Linked DNA regions of Hordeum vulgare: region 2 is linked to region 1. The links are chromatin contacts, called in public Hi-C maps. All regions are on one chromosome and are shown on one strand. Each heading gives the region's core, a stretch centred on a gene start, on an enhancer-like site or on the middle of the called end of the contact. The rest is flanking DNA. Distances are from core to core; before and after follow the strand shown.

Evidence for each region. Hi-C and Micro-C count contacts between places; a contact is called where the count stands out from the background.
Region 2: a contact with region 1 is called in a Hi-C map of leaf, with 2.6 times the contacts expected there. The contact joins the promoter of LOC123425920 here to the promoter of LOC123425917 in region 1. A contact is called at or near these places in 3 of 6 Hi-C or Micro-C datasets (leaf and seedling).

The regions. Positions count from the first base shown.
Region 1 is chr2H:220,015,794-220,020,103 of MorexV3_pseudomolecules_assembly, forward strand. LOC123425917 reads right to left here and starts at 1,655. Exons shown (of 9, transcript XM_045109680.1): 1 at 1,040-1,655; 2 at 896-953; 3 at 701-767; 4 at 557-602; 5 at 357-455. The coding sequence starts at 1,537.
Region 2 is chr2H:220,256,657-220,260,874 of MorexV3_pseudomolecules_assembly, forward strand. It overlaps LOC123425920, which reads right to left and starts at 1,315. Exons shown (of 3, transcript XM_045109683.1): 1 at 870-1,315; 2 at 581-685. The coding sequence starts at 1,048.

The DNA.
Region 1 (4,310 bases), core at 405-2,904:
AACCAGTATTATGCATCCCCAACTACAACATCCACTTTATCAAGAAATCAACGAATGACAACTCCTCATTGGCAGCACTAGCTACATATACGACAAGATATTAATTATAACCTCAAATTGCTCGAAACAGCAATATGCATCCGCAACTACAACATCCACTTTAGCAACAAATCAACGAATAGCGACCCCCGATTGGCAACGCTGGCTACATATACGACAAAATATTAATTGCAACCTCGAATTGCTCGAACAAAAGATGTGCATCCCCAACAACACCCATTTTAGCAACAGATCAACGAATGGCGACTCCCATTGGCAGCGCTAACTACATATACGACAGAAACATTAATTCTAACCTCGAATTGCTCGAATGAGCGATATACATTCCTAGCAAGCTTCCTCTTGACGGTGCCGAAGTCCATCGGGTGCTCAATCACATCATTGTAGTCAGGCAACTGCGCCAATCAAAACAACCATGGCATCATCAACACTCAATACCAGCCGTATGTCAGATTAGCATCTACAACAAGCATGACGCAGGAACAAACACCCTCACCTCCTCCAGATCCACCGGCTCAGCAAACACACCGTACGTATCCTTCCTGAAGAATCATCAAACAGCAGCATAAGAAATCGAGCTCTTCAAATCATGAAAAGAAAAACACTTGGCATAACCGTGCAAAAGATGTAAAGCACGCACTTCTGCAGCTTGTCAAGAATCATATCCAGCGCCTGCCGGTCCGGCAACGGCGTTGTCCTTGCCATCCCTAAATCCATCGGCAAAAACCAAAAGAAAAAAGAAGAAACAATTTCATTTCTTCGGGAAAAGGCGCTCAAATATCGTAATCCCGTCACTGAAAATGAAGAGATCAGCAAAAACACAGAGAAATCGAACCTGGCACCGGAAGCCGCTTCGTCCGCGGCGCGCTGGCAGCGTCGCTCCTCCCAGCAACCTAAAATAAGAGCAGATCTCGTGTTACAGCCAGCTGCGGAGTGAAGTAAAGACGAGGCCGAAGACGAATCGGGCAGCATGTTTCACCTCGCGACTGCGAGATCTGTCGTCGCGCGACTCGATCCGGCGCTTCTTGGGCGGCTTGACCTGCTCCTCGCCTCCGCCAGCCGGCCGCTCCTCCCCCTCGGATGAGTCCGAGTAAGGAGGGGGAGGTGGGGCCCGTCGGTGGTGCTGGTCCGGAGGAAGCTGGGAGAGCTTGACGACGAGCTTAAGCTTGCGCCGGCGGCGGTCGGAGGCGGAGGAGCCAGCCACGCCGCCTCCGTCGGAGTCGGAGCTGGAGGGCTCGTGCGACGGCGCCCTCCGGTGCTGGGGGCGTGGCGGAGACGATGAGGGCGACGAGGGGAAAGGGAAGAAGTCGTCGACGAGCGGGCGAGAGGACGCGGCGGCGGCGCGGCGCGGGCGGAGCGACCGGCGCGGCGGCGGCGACGGCGAGCGGCAGCGCGACGAGAGGACGTGGTTCCCGCCTCCTCCCCTCCGGCGCGCGGGGTAGCTCCTCTCCGGCTCCGGCGACGGCGACCTCGGCATGGCTGCTGCTGCTGCTGCCGTCCTCTTCTTGGCCTCCTTGGGGTTTGGTTCTGGTTTGGCTACGCTTTTTTTCTACGGCTGCTTTTGTTTGTTTAATTCTATCGCTTGCGTCTGTCTGTGTCCTTCTCTCTCCTCTCTCTCTCTCTCTCTTCTCTCTCTTCCCCACGCACACACACTCACACGCAGTCTCTCTCTCTACCTATCCCTATCTTCTCTCTCTCCTCTAGCGACTTGCACCAACCACTACGGCCATTAGTCTAACTTTTGCCTCCGACGAGAAGAGAGAGAGAGAGGACGGATGGGTGTGTGGGCTTGGTCCATGCAAAGCCGGAATTATTGCCCATTGAATTGGTGGGGCTGACCGACTGCACGCACTGTTGACACACTGCACCAAATTTAAACACTATGCATCGGGAAAAAAAAACACTTGGATATGGGCATTATCCTAAAGTGGTAACTATTTTATGAAGCATTGTTGGTCTTGTTATTTTTCTGAAACTTAAAGTTTAGGGCATAACTTGACCTAAGAAGTTAGCACAAGGAAATTTAAAATTACTACTCCTCTTTGGAGTACATGGTGCACTAGTATATTTCGCATGCATGGACATGTATTGAAGCGGTTATTTGCTTGATACTTCACTGATTCATAATTGTTGCATTAGATCGAGGATTTAAATTGCTAAGCGAAGCTATGGCACTTTGTAACACTATATCCTAGCTATGACGCTATAGTGTCACATAATTGAACATATTTTGCATAGCTCGCTATCAACTATAGCTAAAGCTATTACCTTGTGAATGTACAAGAGACAAAATAGCCTGTGATCGTTTGTGCACGTAAATTTAATACATAGCGACCATGTATATAACTATATAACATGAAGAAAATAAACCCTAATAATAATGTACTCCTCTCTAAAGTAATATAACACATATTAGATCATTGTCTTATATTAGTTCATAGAGGGAGCAATGTCCATTTTTTTTTATCAGTTATCTTGGAGCTTCGGCATTGCTCGCGCGTGCTTGAAAGCGACTCCCACAAACACTCACGATAGCGCAATTAGGAAAGAAATAATAAATCATGTATCCATAGGCTAATTAGCTGAATGATGGATTCTCTTTGGTCTTTACTAGTAGGCTTGTCTTTTTCATACTCCCTCCGTCTCAAAATAAATATCGTGAGCTTTGTACAATTTTGTACTAAATCTAGTACAAAGTTGAGACAGTTATTTTTAGGACAGAGGGAGTATTACTTATTACTCCCTCCGTCTTAAAATAAGTGTCTCAATACTCCCTCCGTCTTAAAATAAGTGTCTCAACTTTGTACTAGCTCTAGTACAAATTTGTACTAAGCTTGAGACAGTTATTTTGGGACGGAGGGGTACTTTAAAACACTATTCTCACGGATAGCTAACGCAGCTATAGTTCGGATCGTATGGTCATGCGCAAAAAAATGCAATTTAAGACCTTGCATCACTAGCGAATCTAGTATGGAACTGAAGGGTGGCTTAAAACATCAAGTTTCCAATTCTAATTAGCAAATGCATTGTAATTAACATGTTAAACACATTGGTATAATTGTTAAGTGGTATATTTAGGTGAAATAAAAATACTAAAGGATAGGTTTCAGCCTGTTGAAGCTCGCCACTGCTTGCATGGCGTTGCTAATTGCTAAATTGCACCCCTCTCTCATCTTTTCTTTAATAGACCAGACGTCAACATTGTTCTCACCATTTGTGTCTTCTACATACCAAATGTTGTTTATATTAGAAATTTAACCATTTTAAGCACAAAAAAAATCCACTCATGCACATAACGTACATTGTGCTAACACTTTGTAACTAAAATTCAACATCGTGTGTCCTCTCTACGACCAAAGTTGTGAGAACTAAGTTCCAACAGCTCATGTATTGGCTTTCCCTCTCGCTCCCGTGCGGCACTACGAGCTGCATTGGAGCGCCCCAGATCCCGCCAGCGAGGACCTTCCCTCCTCCTCCTCCCCCATCATCGCCGCGAGAGGGCATCGTCGGGCAAAGCCCGATGGTGTCGGCGACGATGGGGCCGTTTGGAGACGCAACAACGACGGATCTGGTGGTCTCAAGCACCAGCGAGGAGATGAGCTCCACGGGTTGCGTTTAGCGGCGGTGGGGATGTTTGGCGCGTGCATCGACGGCAAATCTGGTGGCCTCTCCACAGGTTGCACGCAACATCGACGGGGCTGTTTGGCGGCACAACGACGACGTATCTGGTGGCCTCAAGCACCGGCGAGGGAATAAGCTCCATGGGTGCGCGCAGCAACGATTGTGGGGCTCGGGTGGAGTCAGGTTGCGGCCTTGGCTCACTAAGGAACAAGGCGGCGCGGAGGAGCCGCGGTGGGATGCGGTTCACGAAGTGAGGCAGCAGCGAGGCAACACTGAGGTGAGTTGCAGCTAAAGTTTGGTTGTGGGGTGGCACGTGGTGGTCACGGTGGGAGGCCATGTGTTGCTCCGCATGATGGCGCAACGAGCATGCGCAGGGCGCAACGAGGGCGCGGATGGTCTTCGGGTAGTGTGGATCTCGCGCTTGGGCGCGGCTCAGAGGCTCGGGGAGGTGTGGGAGGTGGTCTCATGGGCGATCTGCTGGACTACATGGAGGGTGGACCGAAGTGGCCTCCGAGAGGTGCGAGCGGCTACCAAGGTTGTGATGTGGTTTGTTCGGCGGTGGTGGCAGCGGTGGTGGCCTCCTGCGGCGTGGTGGAGGACTGCCATGGTGCTTGTGCTCAGGCGGCATT
Region 2 (4,218 bases), core at 65-2,564, 240 kb after region 1:
CCGGAGATGGAGCGGCGGGGGCGGCCGCTCCATGGATGAAACCTTCGTGTGGGAAGTTCAAGGCGGGCCTCGTGAGAAGGGTGACAAACCACACAGAACAATATTTTCAGATGTACTCTCTCCGTCCGGAAATACTTGCCCTAGAGATGAATGTATCTAGACTTATTTTAGTTATAGATACATTCATTATATTCATTTTTAGGACAAGTATTTCCGGACGGAGGGAGTATATAAGAGAACAACAGGATTTTCGGCCACATCAGACTACAACACCCTAGGTTCATGTGAGCCAAGGGAGACAAAGGGTGTATGGATGGTGTCACTTCGAAGTGTGGAAACCAGGTACTCTAAACAAGATGATATCAACAGAGATACATACATCTCAACTTGGATACATCATCAATTCAGCATGAGAAACACAAGCATAATAACTATGGATGTTGTCGATATGAAGTGCTTTGTATGCAGATTGTTATACTAGAAGCACCATGACATTTAGAGTAATGAAATAAGTATCAGGTTTTGCAGACTAGGCACTATAGTGGCTTTAGAAGAATGACGATGCGATGAAATCACCTTCCTGTGAACCTTCCTGCGACGAAAACATCTGGGTCCTTCTTTCCGTCGCCGCTGCCCAAAGTCGAAGTCACCCGCGGCGGCCGCGGGGAAGCGAGACAGGGAGCCGCTAGCAGCAGAGACCGGATGAGGAGGGTAAGAGAAGGGATGGGTGAGGCAGCAACGACAGGGAATTTCAAAAAGTTTGAAAAAAAATTCCCAAATTTTCTACGGTTGAACGGCGCCCCAGCAGGCTGCCCCGAGGTGCCCCGGGAGTCGCGCGCCCCATGAGAGGAGATGACGATGGATCATACCTTATCCATAGCTGGGGGTGGCACGCATCCGGCGCCAACGTACTCAAGGAAGGAGTTGAACAGTGTAGGCGTACAAGGTCGGACTGCACGCGACAACGACCGTTTGCTGGTTTACCAGCGGCCATGGTGGAATCACAGCAGCGACATGTTGTCGTGCGAGGGCGCCATCTAGGCAGCATGTGGCAGCAATGACTTGCAGGTGACTGCGGGGAAGGTCGGTCTCGGCGACGGAGGTCCGCAGGTGGCGGAGCGGGGAGGTCGATCGCGGCGGCGGAGGTGCGGAGGTGGCGGGGTGGGAGGTCGGTCAAGGTGGCGATGGTGGCACACGCTGGCGCGGGGAGATCGGTCGCGGTGGCGGTGGTGCGCACGCGGCGGTGCGACAAGGTGGGTCGTGGCAGCGGTGGTTACGCAGAAACCTCGGGGAGTGGGGAGATAAGGTTGGGGTGCTTTTAGGTGTGGATGTTTTTGTTTTCGTTTTCAAAGTTCAGGAGCATCCCGCATCTCTATTATTAGAGTTGACACTGATTTTGTGACTCAAATATGATGAGTACAATTTTACCTTATACTCCTTCCGTTCCTAAATATAAGTTTTTTTTAAAGATTTCACTAGTGAACTACATACGAATGTATATATACATACTTTAGAATATAGGTTCATTCATTATGCTCCGTATGTAGACTATTAGTGAAATCTCTTAAAAGACTTATATTTAGGAACAGAGGGAGTATATGTTTGTTGATACAACAATGCTCTTTACCAAATTCTAATTTAGGCAAGCGTAGCTTAGCTTGGGGCCATCCTTATGCAGTTATTGCCATCTTCATGCCCCATAAGTTGCTTCTACTCCCTCCGTTCCTAAATATAAGACATTTTAGAGATTGCACTATGAACTATATACGGATGTACATAGACATATTTTAGAGTATAAATTCACTCATTTTACTCCGTATATAGTCTTCTAATTGAATCTCTAAAAGGTCTTATATTTTGGAACGGATGGAGTATCATGCATCGAAGACAAAGACGCCACCGACAACCCCATAAGTTACTTCTATCATGCATGGAAGACAAAGACGCCATCGACAGTAGCGACGCGCATAGTGAGGTCATTGCGTGGCAGGATTTTGCTTTGAGTTGCTTGGAGACATCCAGTGTCGGTGTTTTCCGGCTTCATTGCCCTGTTTTTTTAAGAAAATCTAAACATATGTAGTTGATTTACATTATTTGATCACCCTGCAATATTTTTTGTCATGGTTATTACGAGCTTGAATATAGACTAAGCAGCATATCTATTTAATATATACAATAAATTTTTCTGCATTAGTTTGTACCTGCATTTGCACAGGTGCATGTGATTATTCCGGTCAGATTGTCCATGTGTTCTGTTTGCCACTAAAGTTAGATGCCTTTCCTCATTTTTAGATTATGATTCGAAGTCTTGTTTGAATAGTCCTATTTGTATTTCATGGATTGTATATGTATATGATGTTAAAAGCAGATGTAACCTCATTTATTTTTATATTAATATTAAATGCCTCTTGGCAAACACCTAGCATTTGGTTTCTTGAATGCATTTATTGGTTTTTGAAAGGAATGTTAAGATTCTTATGTTCAATTATAATTTATCTCCGAAAGATCATTCTAGAATAGTTTTATATAGGTTTCCATTTATGCAAATTTATTATAAATTATACTAGGACATGGATTTTAAATTTGAGGTCCTTTGAGCATACTTACATTTATATTTGATGACGAACACGTGCTTTGCACGTGCATTGTTACTAGTTATTAGAAGTACGAGAGAGTGTGTCATAAACCATTGTTAACGAAATTGTTCCTTTCGTTAACGAAACCCTCCGTTAATCCCACTCTCCATGCTCGAACCGCTACCACGCCCCCACTCTCGCGAACTCCCGCCTCGCGTAGCCGCCGGTGTCGCCTGCGCCTGCACCGTCGCCGCCTGCGCCCGCCTCGGCCCCCCGCGTCGGTGCCGTCCGCTCGCCCTTATCCCCATCCCCGTCGGTGCCGCGTGAGTCCCCCCCACCCCACTCATCCCCGTCCGCTTCCTGCGGCCTCGGCCTTCGCTGCCCCGCCGGTCCACTCGGCCGGCGCCACGCTCTACCCCACCTACGCGTCGTCCTCCATCCGCGCAGTTGCCGTCGACTACTGCCCTCGGAGGCGGCGTCTACTCCCTGGGCATCTCCTACTGGAGCTCCTCACTAGCAAGGCCCCGACGCCGCGTCCCTGCTCGAGGGCGACGGCGGCATGTCCAACATCTGCAGGAGGGCGGCGGAGGAGAGAAAAGGGAGGAGAGGAAGGAGATGGGAGGCCGTAGGGAGAGGTGAGGTGTGGTGTGATCTTGCTGTTGCTGCTCGCCGGCCATCGGCTAGGTTTGCTTCAGGTGCACGGAGGTGTCAGTGGCAACTTGGGTCGCCCAATTGACACCTGAATCATCAGGTGAAACAGAGCATGTCTGAACGTGGTCTACTCTTTTTTTCTTCATTTGCTAAAAGCTGATACCCAATCTTCTCTCATCTTATTTTTGATCGAACTGCACTAGCACTGCACTATGTCATTAGGCAATCCTACTCCAAACTGTATGTTCTCTGATGGATTGACAGCTAACGATAGAGGATTCACAAACTTTGCATGTGGTTACTTATCTGAACACTCTTTGCATGTGGGTTTTGGGTGCACGGAGGTGTCACGGATCGAGGATTTGAGGGAGCTCTCCTCTCTCGCGACTAGAGGCGTTCGGGGGTCAAGCGAAAGAGGACGACCTGGTCAAGCTCGGGAGCAGATGCACTAGAGGACTCCATGGTTTTTCCCTGGAGGTTGGCACATTCAACTGCTGCCCAATGTCTGGATGACCAAGGTGAGTATGCCAAGTTTGTCATGTACAAGACACTCTCGAAAACTATGCAACATGTGCTACGGGTTTTTTAGTATGTGTAGTGTTAGGGCATATTTTATGCCTAAGTAATTTTGGTGATTGACGACAGTACCGCAAAGGACTAATCGTGTGTGTTAAGATTCCAGATAACACATGTCAACGGCACAAGACGACTCGCCCCCTCTTTCCATGGAACAGAAGCACGGTGTACTCTACGATTCTCCTTCTTTGAGTCATAGGAACGTCGTACTATTAAGAGGGGACCCGTAGTGGAAAGGTTTGGGTGGAATCAATTTTGCACGCACACACTTTATCTCCTTTCCCTTTACCTGCAACTTTGGAATGGCTCCCGCCTGTGTTTTTATCTCATCTAAGCAAAAGGTCTCTCAGCGGTAGTACCGCTGTGCCTAGCGGTAGTACCGCTGGGCCTAGCGGTGGTACCGCTGGAAGTGACG